Linked DNA regions of Bicyclus anynana: region 1 is linked to region 2. A link is a contact called in public Hi-C data. All regions are on one chromosome and are shown on one strand. Each heading gives the region's core, a stretch centred on a gene start, on an enhancer-like site or on the middle of the called end of the contact. The rest is flanking DNA. Distances are from core to core; before and after follow the strand shown. Region 1 overlaps LOC112043399 (frizzled-2). Region 2 holds the start of LOC112043399 (frizzled-2).

Region 1 (4,778 bases), core at 2-2,501, 38 kb after region 2:
GCAGCGCGCGCTGGTCAAGGGCGCCGTGTGACGCGACGCGGGGCCGCCCGCCCCGCCCGCCCCGCCCGCCCCCGCGCCCTCCGCGCCCTCCGCGCGCTCGGCGCAGCCGCTGTCCGACTACGGGCCCGTGTGAGCGCCAGTGCCAGCGCCCCGAACTGTGTCTAGTCCTAGCGTGAACACGCATACGCATATACGTAATAGTGTAAGTGCGGCGGTGGCGTCCGAGCCCGCATCGCTTCTCGAACTTTCCAAATTCGTAGTGTCATAGAGAGTGCTTTGTGAAAAGCTGATGCCGTGTCATAGACTATGCACAATTTGTTTTCTATTTTTGTAAACTGTGAAGTGCTTAGTGTCTATTTCCATCATCTAATACAAATATATGCTCGTAAATCTAGGAATATAACACCACCTCCAACAATCCGAGCCCTGACTGTGTATGACATTGAAATCGTAGCAAGACAGAACAATATACATTAGACATCATTACACCATCATCCCGACTTGAATGTCATAAACAGTCGAGGCTTGACCGTGTAATATGTAAGATCTACCTGTAGAAGTGGACTACCTCCTGTGACTGTGAACTTGTAAAGCGAATTGAAACTTCAGCACTTATCTAACCATTTATTTTATTGACAATTAACTAGTTAATACCACGGAACTCGCCGCTGTAGGGTGAACTTGACGGAAGAAGACATTAAGTGCTATTACCTGGTCAATACCAACGCTCTAGGTTAGAAAACATGCACATTAGTAATTTAACTTGATCTGGTAGTTAACTTGCTATTTGAATTATCTTTAAAAAAGTTTGATACAATACTGTTGATCTTATGAAAACGTTACTTTCTTAAGGAGAATTCATACGAGCACAGAAATATTAAATGACTGATTAAGGACTGATTAACACTGCCAATCGCAAACACAATAAATATGTAGTGAATTACTGATGAGTGTTAACACATATTCCATGAAAATACTTCAATTAAATGTCTGTATAGTAAAATTAATATAAGTTTTCTTTGTAAAATAAGTCACCTTTTTGTAAATAAATATAAGTCTATAATGTGATTGTTAAATTGTAATCACGCGTATAGTAGGTAAATCAGAGATAATTATTATTGTAACCAGTTCGCGCGCGTTGACTTTGTAACAGCGCCATCTATGTAACAACATTGTAAGTGCGATTGTGTAAAGTATCCAACAGATGGCTCTAACGCGTACCAGTAGCGCCACCTGAGGGCTAATAGCTGATAATACCGCCACCTATCGTCTAGTAGTAGTACTAATTTTCATGTGATTGGTTGGTAACCTAGAACCTCATGTGAAGTGCAATAATTTTGTATTATCTTTCTATATAATTGTAATTAATAAATAAATAATAAACGAGAAGTGGGATGTTCATGTATACACGGACACCGCAGCCGATAAATCATTTATGTAATTTATTTTATATCCTAACTGTAGATAAATAAAGTGACTTTTTTATGTACCACTCTTGTTTTTGTTTTCCCGTTTTTGTACTGATAACTGAGCCCCCGAGACCCGTGCATAAATCACCACTACTGTATCATCTGATGGGAAGTGTAGATGAGATAGAAATAATTGGTCTTAATGGGGCATGCTTGCATAGAAAATACTTAGTTACGTTTAGGTACTTGGTTGGAGTCGAACTTGAGACATCGCATTCTTGTTATGAACAGTCATACAGAGGGCGCATTACAGATAAAAAAGATGAAAATAATTAATATTCGACTTTGCTAAACTATACTGACTGATACTTATGTCTCGAAATAGGCTCTGGTCATGCTTTTTCCTTGGGTAAAAAGTTCCATTTTATATATCTTCTATTAAAACAAGACGACAAGAATTTTTTATCTACCTTCTACTGAACTTCTCTCACAGAACTCGTCTTGTGAAATACAGTATTCACTTACTAATTTTTGCCGTTAAGTAGCTGCTTTATTTCGTTGTGAAGGACATAGTAACAGTTATGTAAATTTATCAGGCGCAACTATAAATTGTATTTATCACGTTGACAGAGGCAGGTTTAGGTTTGGTAGCAACAATACAAACAAAAAATTGTCAGTCTGTAAATTTTTATTTAAAGGACATTCTTACAATAATACCTAATTAATTATTATGTACCTATATCATAAAATAGTTACAATAATGCTAGTTTGAACATTCCTCGTCCGGCACCGTTAAAATAACTTGTAAAACAGTCTACAAACCTATGGACGTTCATCAAAAACTATTTAGGAAACAAAATCTTGTAATACGCTAGCGCAGACTGCGCAACTATTGTCAATATTGAGGATCAGTCAGTCATGTCACCAGTAAGATATTATAACCTTCAAGATCAAGTAAATGCATCAAGTAAGATCGATGACCGCCCGCTGAACTGTAGTGTTTGCCGCTGACTTTGCTTATGGACGATATTGGTCATGAGATTTAAAACGGAAACTAAGCTAGTTTGGTTCCATTCGACGAGAAACCATCGCTCCCCTGGTTTTTCGATAATAATCGTAACAAAGTGAAATTGTGATCCTAACCGCGTTCACGGCCGTTGACCGGTGATTGTAACAGCACCAGAGAGGTCAACAGCCGTAACGACTAGAACAGCAGTAGCAACTGCTTCTGCTGTAGTGCTGTGTTTCTCAACAGAGAGCACCAAGTTCGATTTCCAGCTCAGGTCAGTTTAGGATTTTCTATACTGGCTCAGATCTGCTTTGTCGGTAGGCATTCATCGTGGCTAGTCACCAAGTGACTAAGCGTTCCGGTACGATGCTGCGTTGAAACCTTCAGAGATATATTGGTAAAACTTGACACTTGTACCTCTTCCAATTAAGCCCGCTTACATCAGATTACATTGAGATCGAAGTCTATAGCTTGTTAAATTTGTTCGTAACACTCACGACGATCCGCGCGGGCCGGGCCGGTAGCGATGTCCCGCGCGCACGACTTCACACCCGCGCAGTCCTTTCCCCTCGTCGCCCGCATATCATGGGAGTGTCATTAACGAATTTGCCAAGCTATAACTAACTTCTCAATAAATAAAAAAAATAAAAGAAATATCCTAAGGTGCAAAGTCATACCTATAGCTTATCAGTTATCGCAATGACAGACAAAGTTTGAAACCAACGGACACAAAAGACTACAGGAAATAACATCTTACTGGCTTCATTAATAATTATTATTGTACTGTAGGCAACTTAGATCTATTTTCATACAATATTCTAAGTAGGTATTACATGGGTACTACCAAATAACTAAGTGCTTACTGGGTGAAACTCGACACCTCGACACGAGCCAGAGTATCACATTACATGTTACGTATATCGTTTACCAGAACGTTCTCATTGCCACAACATTGCTATCTCAGGTAAAATATTATTTTTATTACAAAGCTAATCGTACCACTCGTACCTATAGGTAGGTGTTAAGTACCTACCACGAATTACACTAATTGCAAAACAATAAAAAATTCATTTGAAGATATTGTAGTTAAATAACCTATTTTCAATAGTCGATAGCAATTAATTTTTCGGAGGTAAGGCTTCATTTCAATACTAAGACTAAAATAATAATTCGTGGCATAGGTACTTTATGCTGAGCGAGTATATTATTATTGTGAGTGTTCACACAATAGTAATAACTAATATTGTCAAAATACGTAGGGTCAGAAAGAAACGCCGAGTAAATCTTAAAAGAAAGAAAAACTCTGTCAAAAATTTTATTGAGTAAAAATTCTCAGCCCTCATTCGTGCCTCAGAGAGCACGTTAAGCCGACTCGATCACTACAATTATCATCTGATAACGTACGTTAATTAAACAACCCTAATCCCGGCGAGTCCAAGCTCCAGCTCTTCTAATGCGAACCAATGACGATCAAGTAATCTCTTCTTTCATACATATTGTCCATATTCTATACAATATTGTTGGGGGAGGAGATGATAAAATTATTTTTTTCTCCCAATTGGAAGTGAGTTTAAAGTATTGTTGGAAGTCAGACAAGAATGTTAGAATTTCGTACAAATTCCTTTTGAAAAACTGGACATATCTTATTACGATATACTAGACTTATTATTATTATTTAATCTCGTAAGTTCAACATAAAATCACACTTGAATTTTGAAATAAATATAAGCACTTTATAACCGAAACCTGGTAAAAAGTAAATAAAGCTTGACGCACATAACATTAATTATAATCGGTCTAGTAATAAAAATCGGTTGTTATATGTATAAAACAATAATATTTACAGTAACAATTACTTGATTACTATTATTATAATACAATATGAAATATTGCTAAACCATCAGTTTTGTACTTTGAATTTCTGTGTTTAAATGAGAAAGTTATTAATTAGTACAGCAAATTTACAACAGATGGCGGGCAAGTCAATCTTAAACGACTCTGTTTTTGCTGGGAACTTCTTTTATAAAATTAAGTAATACACAATGTATTACTTACCGTAACTTTGATAAAGAAAATTACTCTGTTCCATTAACTAGGTATTCTACGGCAGTAATAGCTTGTTTTTAGTTTCTAAAACTACAGTATTCTACATTTATGGCGTTAGGTATACTTTATCTAGCGGTACTACGTTATTGAGAAACTCCATTATTAAATACTACAAGAATAATCTCAAAACGATGAATAAAAAAATCACTAACCGATTTAGTCATTATTTTATCGATAACAATTCTATATCACAATATTTACAAGAAATACCTATATTTCAACAAAATAATCAGTTTTATGTACCATGATCTAAT
Region 2 (4,268 bases), core at 1,393-3,892:
ACTTAAACATAAGTTAAATTGATACCTAGTTGCACTTTTACTATTACGATTATGGTTGCACCAATAAAACAGGATACACAGACCTAACTATTATTATTTGGTAAAAAAGTGTATTTCCCTTGCCTCTTGACCTTTGACTTCTTGGCTGACGACAAACCAAAAGGACTTGAAAAAATTGGGGCTCTCTGACAAAGATGTATATCAGCGTTCGAAGTGACGCTTTTTGCTTGGGAAAACTAACTCCGTATAGGTATTGGGCAAAATGAGAGGAAAAATAAGAAGAAACGTTTGTTTAAATTAAATAATAGGTTAAAGCTTGGCAACTTTGCTCGTAACACTCCCGATGTTTCGCGCAGGGCGGGGGGCGTATAGCGATGAATGAAAAACCCACGACTGATGCACGTCACTTCCCCGCACGCACGATTTCACACCCGCGAAGTCTTTCCCCCTGTCGCCCGCATATCATGGGAGTGTTATCAATGAATTTGCCAGACTATAGTGACGCGCGACGCGAGATCTGTTCATAATCTATGAATAAGTAATAAAGTATACGTATTTACTTAGCACTGTGCCACAGAATAAGTATCTACTTACATAACACCAATATTAACAAAGAATAAAAAACAGTACTTTACATCGGAGATAACATTTTATCCAAAATAAATAGAGAGTAAACTAAGCTCGTCGCCACACTAGTTAGTATATAAAACTCGGCTTGTCTATGGAATATGACAGATGATACCCGGCCATAAACAATAGAGTGGCGATAGGGACGATAACGCGCTGATTTATTGTGTACCCGCGGTCTAAATCAATTACGATGAGGTCCGATACGCGCCGCCATTTTGAATGTTTATATTTTATTTTGGTTATCGCGATGGTGAATAGTTTTTCGATTGGTTTGGAATGAGATGTTTGTTTTTATATGTTTTTATTTTAGCTGTATCACTCATGTCTGTCTTACCTTACCTGCTAATTTGTGTCCGTTTTCCAAACTGGTTACCTATGGAGTTAAAATTTCAATGCCTGAGCATTTAATTTGTAATGTAAAAAAAATTAAAACATTTGTAATGGCTGAGCGAGGGAACGCATCATTAGATTTACATTCGTTATCTCTGTAGTTTTCAAATAGCCAAGATAATCCACCAACAGCTTGCTCTTCAGTAAGGTCTTATTGATTCTGAGATGCCTTGCTTTATGTACGACCCAGCGTCAGTTCTTGAAAATAGCAGTGCATTGCTCTATTGGGACCGAACGATTTCACTGACAGGTATATTGTTGCCAATAGACCTGTTAAAGTACTAGTCAATCGGTCAGTGCGTTATGCAATAAGTATTGATATACCTGTTCCATATGACGATAATCTGGTTAAAGCTTAGAAGGAAAAAAGTATCAAAATTTCTCACGAGATTACCGCCATCTGGAATGTTGAGTCAACTATTATTATCATTGCATTATTGTTCCGATAGTTTTTTCAGTCAATGGTCTTATAGCGAAAAGCTTCGACCAACATCTTAAGAAGCTTTCACTTAACTGTTGGATCAAGAGTCGGATACAGAAGGCAGTGATTCTGGAGACGGCGCTATTGTGAGGAGGTTCCTCACTCTAGATAGAGCCATGAACGCCGGTTGCTTTGGCACTCAAATGTCCCGCAGCGCTAGGGTTTATTTTTTTATTTTTAATAGTGTTTTGTATTATATTTTTGTATAAACATTGTTAAAAATTAAAAAAAGGACAAATAAGTAAATGAAAGATTAAAAATTAATTTAATATCAATATAAGTATATTATATACAATATATAATATCTAAATGTCCTCTGGCTGGCTGGTCTGGCTTCCCTCATTATAGGAGAGGGAATTGGATATACACCCATCACACTGCTTTATTGTGGATTGACGCCGCAAACTTGGCGGGTTTGTTAATTAATGTTCTAAATGCACTCGAACCTAGGTATATATAACTGCTAGTTATAAAAGCTTATAAAGCCTTAAAGTTCCTTTGTTTAGAGTAGGTTCCTCTCAAAAAGATAAAAAAGCAAAAAAATGTAGCCGACGCCGTCCCTTCAATATCGCTTCGAACTTGCAAAGGGATAAAGTAATCAAAGACTTTCTTCATTGATCTCTATCCCCCCAGTAGATATCGAGGAAAAAAACTCTACAAACTTTAATAGAAATTTTCACAGACTACGGATAAGGTACAATCGCCTTTTTAAAATTGCTAGATTTTTACATTTTTCCACTTACTTAGCTGCTCAAACAAACTGTAATTATTTCCCCCCGTTTTTCCCATTTTTCCCGGTTCAACGTACCTACCTAACGCTGTGCACACACTAATTTCCGTCGGAGACGGAATTTAAAATTCGATAGCCGTAAATTGAATCCGGACATTGAAAGAGCGGATTCGATAAAGCGCGGAGAGCACGAGCAAACGTTTGACTACGATAATTCGAAAACGCCTTCCTAATTCCAGAACACGGGAATGGCTGCATAATTATTTAGAAAATTTCAAACGCTCGGCGCTCCTGCGAGTTTGTCTAGAGGACAAGAGGCGCCATCTATTGACGGGGTATACCGAAACAGTCGTGACATCAGTTCGCCCCCGCGCGTCCCCCCTCGGCTACACCGCGCTCCCTCGTTCATTCACTCGTCTCAGTCCGCCGCAATCCACCCGGTCAGTCCCTCTCCGCGCTTCTTGACAGCGTGTTGTGTAGTTGGTTACGTACGCTTTCGTAAATATCGCTATTCGCTATCATTTGTTTCAAACAATCGCCCAGCTGACTGTGACCCAACAATAACTCACTTCCAAAACGTTATCGGATTCTGTCGAAGTCGTTTCACCTGTAAATTAAGTGAGAACAACGGCGGAACAGTGAAGAAATCTTCGGTGTCTGAATGTAAAAATATAACGCGTCGCAGAGGACGGTTTCCAGTGTGTGACTGATCGATACTTTTAAATGATAACATGGATTCAATTAGGTTTTGTTTAAGACGACGGTGAAGTTTTGGTGTGTTCGAAATACATGTGTAGTGTTGTGTTAGCTGCTGCTTGGAAAACGGTGAGTTCGGTTATCGAATATCGATTTGACGTATTAGATGATAAGCCAGGATTTGTTTTGTTGATAAGTTGCGGGCTAGATTGGGCAATATACACGGGTATCTTGCAGCGGTGCAAGGCGATTACGATCGATCGAAGGAACGCCGTCGGAAGGTCGTGCCATTCTGTCTTGGCTAAACGTTATCTCTACAACCGTAAATTGTTTGCATTGTTTTCTTTTGTTTACATAGCACTTTGACTGTGATAAAACTTGAGAATTTGCCTCGTATCACGGAAAAATCAGTTAAACATCAACACTGTTTATCGTGAATCTAATGATAAAATTAATACCTAATTAGTGGACTTGTTAAGAGTTCTATATCCCTCTACTGTTACTGTAATGTCTATGGTCTTCGTAAAACACATTTTCGAATTGTTGATTGATAAAGATGTAACGCGGCTGCAATAAGTAATATTATTGAGGTACGCGAGAAATCAAACTGAAAATAGATATAGATACATAAATATATTATACACATTTAAACGACGGATCCAGCTGAATTTCATTTCCAAAAAATCTCAATAAAAACAAAAATTTGTTTAGTAGGTAGGTATCTAGACTTGCACTCAAGAATATCGTAAATAGACATCTACAGACAGGAATAAAAAATACGTTAATAAAATAAAAAGCTGAAGAATAATTTACACAAATTAATAACCTACCCTACTTAATATTTTTTGCTAATGAAATACCTATCATTGACCTAAATCACAAAACAAGGGTGCGTTTATCACACAGCACAGATAACTTTTTTAAAAAAAAGCAACTGTTGAGTTTCTTGCCGGTTTCTTTTCAGCAGAACCGGTGGTAGAATCTTTACAAATGGTCAACTTACGTGTCAAAAGTGCTTCTAAACTGAGCCTACTTGAAATAAATGTTGATAAAAGATCAGCACCTGTAGTCAAACAAAGTACAAAGTCTGACGCTTTCTGGAAACAAATTTAAACATTTTTCAGAAAAAAATATACTCATATGGACACCGAGCTATCGAATAACTCAGCAAACCGCTTGCTTCTGTAAACTGTAATTTATTTTTCTTTGAAAGTTACCACTGCAGTGTAAACCAGCGTTTCACAATAGCAGTAAACTGTAAAGTATAGTAGAAACTCTATAACATTTAATTTCATGAAAATAAGGTCGTGGGTCGTTTCGTTCCCGCGAGAATTACGCGCC

What was found. Hi-C and Micro-C count contacts between places; a contact is called where the count stands out from the background.
Region 1: a contact with region 2 is called in a Hi-C map of whole larva, with 4 times the contacts expected there. The contact joins the enhancer-like site here to the promoter of LOC112043399 in region 2. A contact is called at or near these places in 2 of 2 Hi-C or Micro-C datasets (whole body and whole larva).

What each region holds. Positions count from the first base shown.
Region 1 is chr15:612,625-617,402 of ilBicAnyn1.1, forward strand. LOC112043399 (frizzled-2) reads left to right here. Exons shown (of 2, transcript XM_052885856.1): 2 at 1-1,489. The coding sequence ends at 31. It overlaps LOC112043417, which reads right to left. Exons shown (of 11, transcript XM_024078819.2): 11 at 2,080-4,778. Among protein-coding and RNA genes, the nearest start is that of LOC112043417, 12 kb to the right of the region's middle. Within about 2 kb of position 1,252, at least 8 of the 8 cell types and tissues checked have open chromatin away from gene starts, as enhancers often do.
Region 2 is chr15:573,532-577,799 of ilBicAnyn1.1, forward strand. It overlaps LOC112043399 (frizzled-2), which reads left to right and starts at 2,643. Exons shown (of 2, transcript XM_052885856.1): 1 at 2,643-3,056.